2 separate regions of the Mus musculus genome follow, and region 1 is linked to region 2. The links are chromatin contacts, called in public Hi-C maps. All regions are on one chromosome and are shown on one strand. The core of a region is the stretch at or near the end of the contact, and the rest is flanking DNA. Distances in the headings are between cores, read along the strand shown. Region 1 has its middle 93 kb from the start of Gm35961. Region 2 holds the start of Ndufa4 (Ndufa4, mitochondrial complex associated).

Region 1 (4,285 bases), core at 422-2,921, 350 kb after region 2:
ATCACTTAATGTGGAGCACATTATGATATCTATATGTGGTACCAACAGATGCCATGGCCAGTTCCACATTAGTGACTTGCTTTCACTACGTGACACCTAGGTCTCTTCAAAGCATTGATGTATGGTATAATACCAGACTATACTGGAAGAGCAAAAGGACTATCTCTGAACGAAACAAAAGGGGCAGAGATTGCCACAGCAGTGTAGGGATGCTCTGAGCAGTGGGGGATTCTGGAGGGCAGAGTGAGGGATGAGATGTCGAGGAGTTGACAGCCTTTGAATGCAGTGGAGTGACAGCGCCATTCATTGTCCCCAGGCTGAGTTCTGCCTAATTCACAGAACACAGTGACTTAAGAGTTCTCTTCTTCTACTTGTTTCCTGTGAGAGATGGGGGCTGTTGGTTGCTAGGGTTACCGTCTAAATGTGAACTCAACTGACATGGCATCTCTTAATAAGGGCAAGTCCTTCATGTATTTTTGAGAGCGCACCGGTGACAAAATCCTCCTCAGTTTAGCAGGAAAATACCGCAAGAGTAAATTGTCAATGACAACATCAGTGTCCTCTCTCGGCTTCAGGGATTAAGTGAGCAGCAGCCACTGTCAGGCTCTGATGTGACTTCAGGATTCCTTAAAAACAGCAGCTAAATTAAAGGTCCCTACCTGAGGGGAGGGGAATCCTGCTTTCCCAGCAGGGGAGATACCTTGATTAAAGCTCAGCCTGACCTTCCTGCTTCATCTCCACGGAAATAGAGACGGGTTTCCTAAATGGCAGGACTTTTACAGAATCATAATGCACAAGGACCAGGGTGCCGAGCGCGGAATTTCCATCTTCATTCCTGAAGCCCGCATAGGAGAGAAAATAAAGGAGGGCCTCTATTATTTGTTATCAAGAGAGAGCAGCCCTCCTTTCCTTGTTTCTTTTGTGCAGAGACACAATTATCTGTAGAACAAGTAATTCATTCTTCAGCCCTTTAGATTGCTTTTCTGCACACCGAGTTCTTGGGTTATTATCGTTTAGTGGATGCCAATGGTGTGATGGGAAGGCTTCGATGCTGAGGGTGATATGTATTGGTAAAGAATTCGCTCGGGGGAAACAGCCCAAGCTTCGGGGAATTTAAAACAAAAGCGAAGCCCCACAGGACCAATCTGTTTCATACTTAATGAGGATGAAATAAGCCTGCGGATTTTTTCCTTGTATGTTCTTTGATGTTCCATTAAGTCATAATTACTTAAATTACAAAATGTGCTGGTAGCCTATGGAATTTAAAGGACTTTTTCTCTTTTAAATCACAATGTGTAGGAGGAAAACAATTTCTAACAAATCAGGGAATATATCCACTGCAGTGTTGTATTGGGTTTTTTTGCGCATTAAATTTTAAAAATTAATAAAATTGAGTCTTCGTGTTATTAACACCCTCCATTTAACACAATTTGCATCTGGAGCATAGAGCCTCGTTTCTTTGTGATACTTAGGAAAGATCAAAATGTTCACAGTAATAGTTGGTTTGAGAGCGAGTTCCAGGAGAAACAGTAGAAATGTTTATTAAAGGCAGAAATCTGAATGTTTTGTCCATTGCATTTTTATATGATTAGTAAGCGTCACAATCAGTCTCAGTGATTGTAAACTCACAGAAGAGAGGACGGTGATTGTCTGAAGGGCAGCAGTCCCATAAAAAGGAGATGCATGCAGCGTGTGGAGAGTGAGTTACCTCATCTCTAACAGCACCAAGTGCCCTACAGTGTTCCTGCAAAAAGACACCGTGTGTCCAATAAAACGTCACCTATGTCTACAGAGGCGAGGAATGCATTATCTCAAGTCACTGTTACTAGAACAAATGAGATGTGTTTGTACTTAGCAGCTGTAAGCATGAAGCAGATGGGAGAGATACAGAAAGGGAGAGAGAGAGACAGAGAGAGACAGAGAGAGAGACAGAGACAGAGACAGAGACAGAGACAGAGACACAGACACAGACACAGACACAGACACAGACACAGACACAGACACAGACACAGACACAGACACAGACACAGACACAGACACAGAGAAAGGAAATCAAGAATTAAAATGGAAGCAAACCCCAGCAGTGTACTTAGCAAAAGTGAGGATATGCTACCCTCTGGTGGCAAACCATAGTACCGACATGCGCTATGTGGATTGAGCAAAACCTGATTGGGTTTTGATTGGTTTTTTTTTTTTTTTTTCTGTTTGTTTGTTTGTTTGATTGTTTTAAATCAGAACAAGTATCTGAGCATTCTGCTAGCATCGACACAGTGTTTAATCCCTCCACCAACCTTCTGATACAGAGAGCTAAATCTACACCAATTATATTTGTCTGTTTTGTGTTCACAATATCGTGAATTCGTGTTTCCCCCCAAAAGATGTTAATTCTCTTCCATCAGCGTCTTCCTCTTCTTCTACCTGGCATTGGATTATAACGTGGACAGAGTTTATAGCCTACTCTGTAAAATAACGTGGAGAAATCTAGACATTTCAGGAGTTTGCTGCTTTTAAAAATGGTAATTCATGTACAGAAGTTGGAGTAAATATAAATAAAAACTGAAGACACAATTGAAGCCAACTGTGAAAGAGACCCCAGAAAAATGAAATGGAAATAAGAACCTGCCTTCCTCCGCACAGCTGCCTCCCTTCTCAGTGGCCGCTGTCTCAGCCTTGGCACACTGATTCTTGCTATTCAAGTGAGGCGTGTTCTCTCTCTCTGACAATTGCCACGTGTGTTCCCTTACAGCTTCTGCTGGGTAATTTGTCATACCTGTGGAGATTCTGATTTTTTTCTCTTTTGCTCATAATGGGAATATTGTGCTTCAACCTATTGTATTTTAGTTTCATGTTTGCAACACTTCAAAAACTGTGCCCTTTACCGTCTTTTGATTGTTTGTTTTGTTTTGTTTTGTTTGTTTGAGGAAGGGTCTCACCCAGTAACTTGGGCTACCCTTGAATTCATAGTCCTGCCTGTGGACTGAGATTACGGACACAAATGACTCTGGTTGGCTTTAAATTTAGTTGCTATGAGAGTTAGAATTTTTTTCCTTTAATTTTTCCTTTAATCATAACCTTCAGGAGGCAGATGCAAGCAGATATCCTAGTTCAAGGCCAGCCTGGGTTACAGATTGAATTTGAGGATAGCCAGAACTATACAGAGAAACTTTGTCATGAAAAACAATGAGAGAGAGAGAGAGAGAGAGAGAGAGAGAGAGAGAGAGAGACTCTGTCTCCTGCAAACATATTTTCTGCATCAATCTTTATAATTCAGTGTTTGCTCCTCCTACTGGTACATCTGCTATATGGATTCCTCTGCTCAAGTGCCTAAGTATCATAGCACACATTTATTTCACAGTGGCTTATTTTAGGTAAACCTAAAAATGCAATAAAGAGAAATTCTTGAGGAGTAAACATTCAGGTTCACATTGAATATAACATTAATCGATAATTTGGATGGCAAAGAGAATACTTATTTTCAGCGACAATGTCTGTTTTCTTTTGTACATCTTGGCAGTTATGACTTCTGAACCGTCAGACTGTGTGCTTCAGTTAAAACTTCATGTGTCCCATAATTCAGTGTGACGTTCATGATGAGTCTTCATGATAAGGCAGTCGCCGTAGAGCATGCCGTGCCCTGGGATGTCTCTGACTCACTAATAAAATTATGGGCACACATTGTGCTAGAAGAATCATCGAAGAGAGTGATAAAAGAATTACAGTGGTTTGTAGGAACGAATAAGAACTATCCTTGATGCAACCAATGGGTATCCTAAGATGGCTTCTGCCAGTGTCTCGGGTTAATGATGACCCGAGCAAGAGCAGAAACGACCATTACCAGAAACGCAGGGACAGCCTGTTGTCTCTGGTTGCACTGATGGTTTAGGGCTGTTGGATTTTTACAAAGTGTTCTGAAATAATCAGAGACTTGATTCCAAAGTCAGTACCGCCAAAAGGAAGAGTCCAATGATGAAAAGCACCTAGGCTGTACCTGGCAGTAACCTGCTGGCCGAAAGCCTCTTGACAGGTGGCCGTGACTGTGGCGTGTTCTCTCAGTCCTGGGGAGACAGTGTGTTCCTCTGCTGTGACGTTGTGAGTCTCTCTGCAAAGCACACTCTCCTGCCAGCTTTTACAGCAGTTGACCGCAATCGGTGACCTGGTTTCAGCTCTAGGTGTTCTTAGATGGCCTCATTCTGCTTCAAAGCATTGCGTTTGCTAGAATGAGAAGAATCCTTCTGTTGCACAAAGTGGTGTCACGGAGGAAGAGAAACTAGAAAGAGACTCGCAG
Region 2 (4,292 bases), core at 1,183-3,682:
GCAGCACCTGAAGATTAGGCAACTCAAACCTTCAGTCCCAGCTAACTCAACGGGGCAGGGGCTCTTCACGTTCAATATAATAAAAACAGGATTTCACTTGCATATCCCATTTCAAGAGAACTACCATATAGCCACATCTGCTACAATATGCTTTCCTGCAATTTTTAACCACTTTGTACCTTACCTTATATTGTTCATTGGGACCCAGTTTGTTCCATGGCTCTGGGTTGTTCTTTCTGTCCCAGCTAAAATGGATAAAATATTGTAATTATTATAGTAATGAAACACTACTTACAATAGTATTTTAAAAATACTTCCTTAGAAGCTAGTACTTTGAATAAGTCAATCTCACTTTTTATTAGGCATTACTTTCATTACAGAGCTAAACAGAAGTAGAGTTTATAGGTAAACAAGCATGTAACTGGTAAAATCACAGAACACCACTCTTTGGGATATCTGTCTACATCCCTGTCTTTATAACAGAAATGTTTGTATTTGGCTTTTATCATTTTCCAACTAAAAAAAAAGACCAGTTTATTGAGGAAAAAGTAGGTTACACTCACATACAACAGGAATCGTGGTTACGTATTTCATAAAAAGCAACTGCTGTCAGGCATGATGGTGCATGCCTTTAATTCCGGCACTAGAGAGGCCAACCTGATTTACACAGTGAGTTCCAGGACGGCCAGATGTATAGTGTGAGGATGCCTCCAGCCATAACATAAACAAGCAAACAAACAACAACAACAAAAAAAACCTCAAGTGCTATCCAACCTTCAAAATGTAAGAGTTGGTATTAGCAATTCTACTTGACCAATATGAAACTACAACTTGGGGAGGCGAGATTGAGATGAGCTCACGAAGCCAGCCAAGTAAAAGTCAGCAGCCCTGGGCTGACTGCAAAGCTACAAACTGTAGTTGTTTCTACTCTGTGACTTCTCCCGTGACTGGGGCCCCCAGCCAGATGATTAGCCATCCAAATATTAAAGCATTTACACTCACCTGACATCTGGATTAAACAGTGCCAAGCGCATCACATACAGTGCTGCTCCAGTACCCCCTGCTCCAATAAATACGAAGAGAGGAATCAACTAGAAACAAATAGACAAAGAAGAGTAGCCATCATCACATCCCTTGATCTTGTCCAAATAAGGGCACACTGGTTCCTTTCTATATAAGCCAACCTCTAAATCTGCTATTTGGCTAATTTGTCCTACAATGGGAATAACGGTTGAACTTGGATTGAAGCAGTGTTTCTTTCAATTGTATTCTAAAGGCATGATCTCTGTAAAAAGACATCAGGATGGTGTTGGCTTAAGAGTCCAACTTCCTTACATGGATTAAATTATATGAACAAATAATCCTATCAAGTACATTCACCTCTGTAAGTCTTGAACAGCATTCCCATTAAATTTCATTGCTTCCCTGGAAGTAACGAGATATACTTCCCTGGTAGGCTGGGAGCGGAATCTCTTCGGGAACTACTGAAAAGTGGCCCTTAAAAGTTCTGTGAGCCAGGCAATGTGGCGTACACCTTTGATCCAGCAACTGGGAAGCAGAGGCAGGCAGATTTCTGAGTTTGAGGCCAGCCTGGTCCACAGAATGAGTTCCAGGACAGCCAGGGCTATACAGAGAAACCCTGTCTCGAAAAACCAAAAGTTCTGTGAACATAATCTCTGTGAAATAAAGAGCATAACTAGCGGACAGAAATGCCTATTAAAAGCACTAGTTTTAGGAATGAACTCTGAAAACAGACTGCAGTTAATTTTGCTGAGTATTTAGAAAACCAGGCTTAAGGCAAAGATGAAGGCCCATCAGTGGGAGTTTTAGGTACACAGCATCCTCTATCGAGCTATACTGGACGAAAGTGACAGGTCAAGAAAACTTAAATCAATTTTGCCAGTGTCAAGTTTTCCAAGCAAAGTGGGGATTACACGATGACGATCCCTTGCACTTCTGAAGGTTTGGTGGTGCAATGCAGTGACTCTAAAAGCCGCAAAGAGCAGCATAACAAACTTGGCCTCTCTTGGATTCTAATCACTCAACGTACCACTCACCCCTCTTGGGACCAAGTAATCTGAGAGCCACAGTGTTCCAACACTCAGAATGTTTACCTTTCTCCCTGATCTCTGCCACCTTCTGCTTCAGGCAACCTCACCTCCACCCCAGGTAGAGGCTTCAAGCAATCAGGTCATCCCAACAACAGAATGTAACCCCAAGGAACAGAGAAAAGAGAACGTCCCCAGGGGACACGGGCAGGAGCAACCACAGCTAAGAGGCCACCCTGGCAAAGACCGTGAACTTACGCTGGGATGCTTCTTGGCTTGCCCGAGGATCTGGCGGAGCATGTTTGCGGCACAGGCCTACCTACACGCAGAGAGAAGATTAGGACACACGCTAAGCCGCTTCTGCAACCTGGCTGAGCGGACGTCCAAAGTCACCCAGGACCTCCTACCTGAAGGACCCCTGGCGCTGAGGGCAGCCTGCAGCAGGAAAGCCCGGATGCGGCTGTCCTCTAAGGTGCCTGAATAGGTAGTCAGCCCTCGCGCGATTGCCCTAAATGTCCCGACCACTTCTTCGCATTTTTGAGTTCATGATCCATCAGTTCTCCACCATGCATCTTTTTGATAGGTTTATTTTTTTATTTTTTGCATAGCAGGCAGAGCGTCTCGACTGGTGAGACAGGCACTTTTCAGGACGGCATGCGTATAGACCAGGGTCATCCGGCGGTCCGCTGGCAGTGCGCTCGGCGGGCGCGGCTTCCTTAGCGGCGCCTCCCGGCCAGGGCCGCGCGTGGACGCGCTTGGGGGCGCGCGTGTGGGGCGCGCGCCGCGCCGCCCGGAGGGCCCCGGAGGGAGCTGCCAGGCGCCTCTGCAGGCTCAGCGCCCAGATCCCGCAGGACAGGTCGAGTCTCCAGCCGCCGGGGTCAACGGCTGCGGTTTAAGACTGCAGCTGCTTCCTGACTTTCACTGGCGCTTAGGGACAGAAGTTGAAACACTAGTAAGTGACTTAAAGCTGGCCATAGTTTCTACAATGTGATTTCTAGATTCTTAGGTCGTGGCACTATTGAAGAGTTGTCGCCCCCCAAAGAAGTTTTGCAACATGCCACCATCTCTTTTTGGTCCAGATATTGAATCCTTAAAAGTATCTTCATTGGCCGTGTTGCTGAACTTAACCTTTTCTACCATCCTAAGTCAATGTTCATTTATCTCTTTGCAAATTTACTTTTACCCAAAAGTTCTTCCTTGGGGCAGGTTTAATGGGCACTTTCGAATCACAGCCAACAATTTGGACTCCCTACACATGTTAAAACGTTTCAAATAATAAGGAGAGGGTTTCGCCGAAACTGCTAAACTGAACAGGTAGCATTAGCCCAGTACAGGCTTCAGGTGGCGGTGTATAAGGAAGACAATTCACATGAAGGCATGAAGCACACAGTCTACCATTTAAAAGGGAAGGCAAAGTAGGAGCCACATCCGAGGCAGGGACCACTTATGCAAGGACTTTATGTTCAGGACTTTCAGAAGTTCACCAATAAGATTATATGGTTGAAAAGAATTCCTTTGGCTATGAAGAATGGAGTAGATAAAAGGGCTATTGTAGTTGTCCATGTGAGAGAATTTTTAGTTGTCCTGGGGGTGGGGAGGAATGTACTGATTGGGGAAAAAAAATCACCAAAAATATCAGAGAAAATTTTGTGGTATCAACAGAACTTGATAGTTGGATGGTTATGGGTGAATGAGTGAAAAAGAATAAAAAAAAAAGAGTAAATCAGAACTTTAGTGGTGAGCAGCTGTGAACATATCCATGCCAATTACTGAAATAATGGATGAGTGTGTATGCAAAACCCACGGTATTTCTCGAGAGCAGAATACTCTAGAATATCTAGAGTAGACAATAGATGGAGTGGTTTTGTTTCTTAGGAAATGAGCTGTATGACTGCTAAAGTCAAGTCACTTTACTTTCCTCACTCTGTCTCCTCAGTAGGACATAGAGTGAGAAAAGACTCAGGATCAAACTGAGCAATTCAAGTATGTTTGTTTGAATAAAACAAGGAGGGGGCCATGGATGATAAACTGAAGGTTATGCATATAAAGGCTGGCATGGTTTGTTTTCTCTCTCTCTCTCTCTCTCTCTCTCTCTCTCCCTCTCTCTCTCTCAGAAAACTTTTGCTAAGTACCTACTCTGTACCATATCTTGTTGCTTTTGCTTTTGGTTTGGCAGGCCTCTGACTCAAGATCCTCCTGCCTCAGCCTTCCAAGAGTTGGCATTGCAGACATACACCTCCATGA

Evidence for each region. Hi-C and Micro-C count contacts between places; a contact is called where the count stands out from the background.
Region 1: a Hi-C map of cortical neurons shows a contact between it and region 2, with 3 times the contacts expected there. The contact joins the enhancer-like site here to the promoter of Ndufa4 in region 2. A contact is called at or near these places in 4 of 39 promoter capture datasets (cranial neural crest, embryonic stem cells, frontonasal cranial neural crest and 1 more), 3 of 484 Hi-C or Micro-C datasets (Sertoli cells and cortical neurons) and 8 of 115 datasets of contacts at active chromatin or transcription factors (astrocytes, embryonic stem cells, epiblast stem cells and 1 more).

Annotation. Positions count from the first base shown.
Region 1 is chr6:12,258,765-12,263,049 of GRCm38.p6, forward strand. No RefSeq gene overlaps it. Among named protein-coding and RNA genes, the nearest start is that of Gm35961, 93 kb to the left of the region's middle. Within about 2 kb of position 1,672, at least 22 of the 459 cell types and tissues checked have an H3K27ac peak or open chromatin away from gene starts, as enhancers often do. A contact at or near this core is called in cortical neurons, where this site is marked.
Region 2 is chr6:11,905,018-11,909,309 of GRCm38.p6, forward strand. Ndufa4 (Ndufa4, mitochondrial complex associated) reads right to left here and starts at 2,433. Exons shown (of 4, transcript NM_010886.3): 1 at 2,307-2,433; 2 at 1,003-1,091; 3 at 185-245. The coding sequence starts at 2,348. It also overlaps a transcript of Phf14 not described here.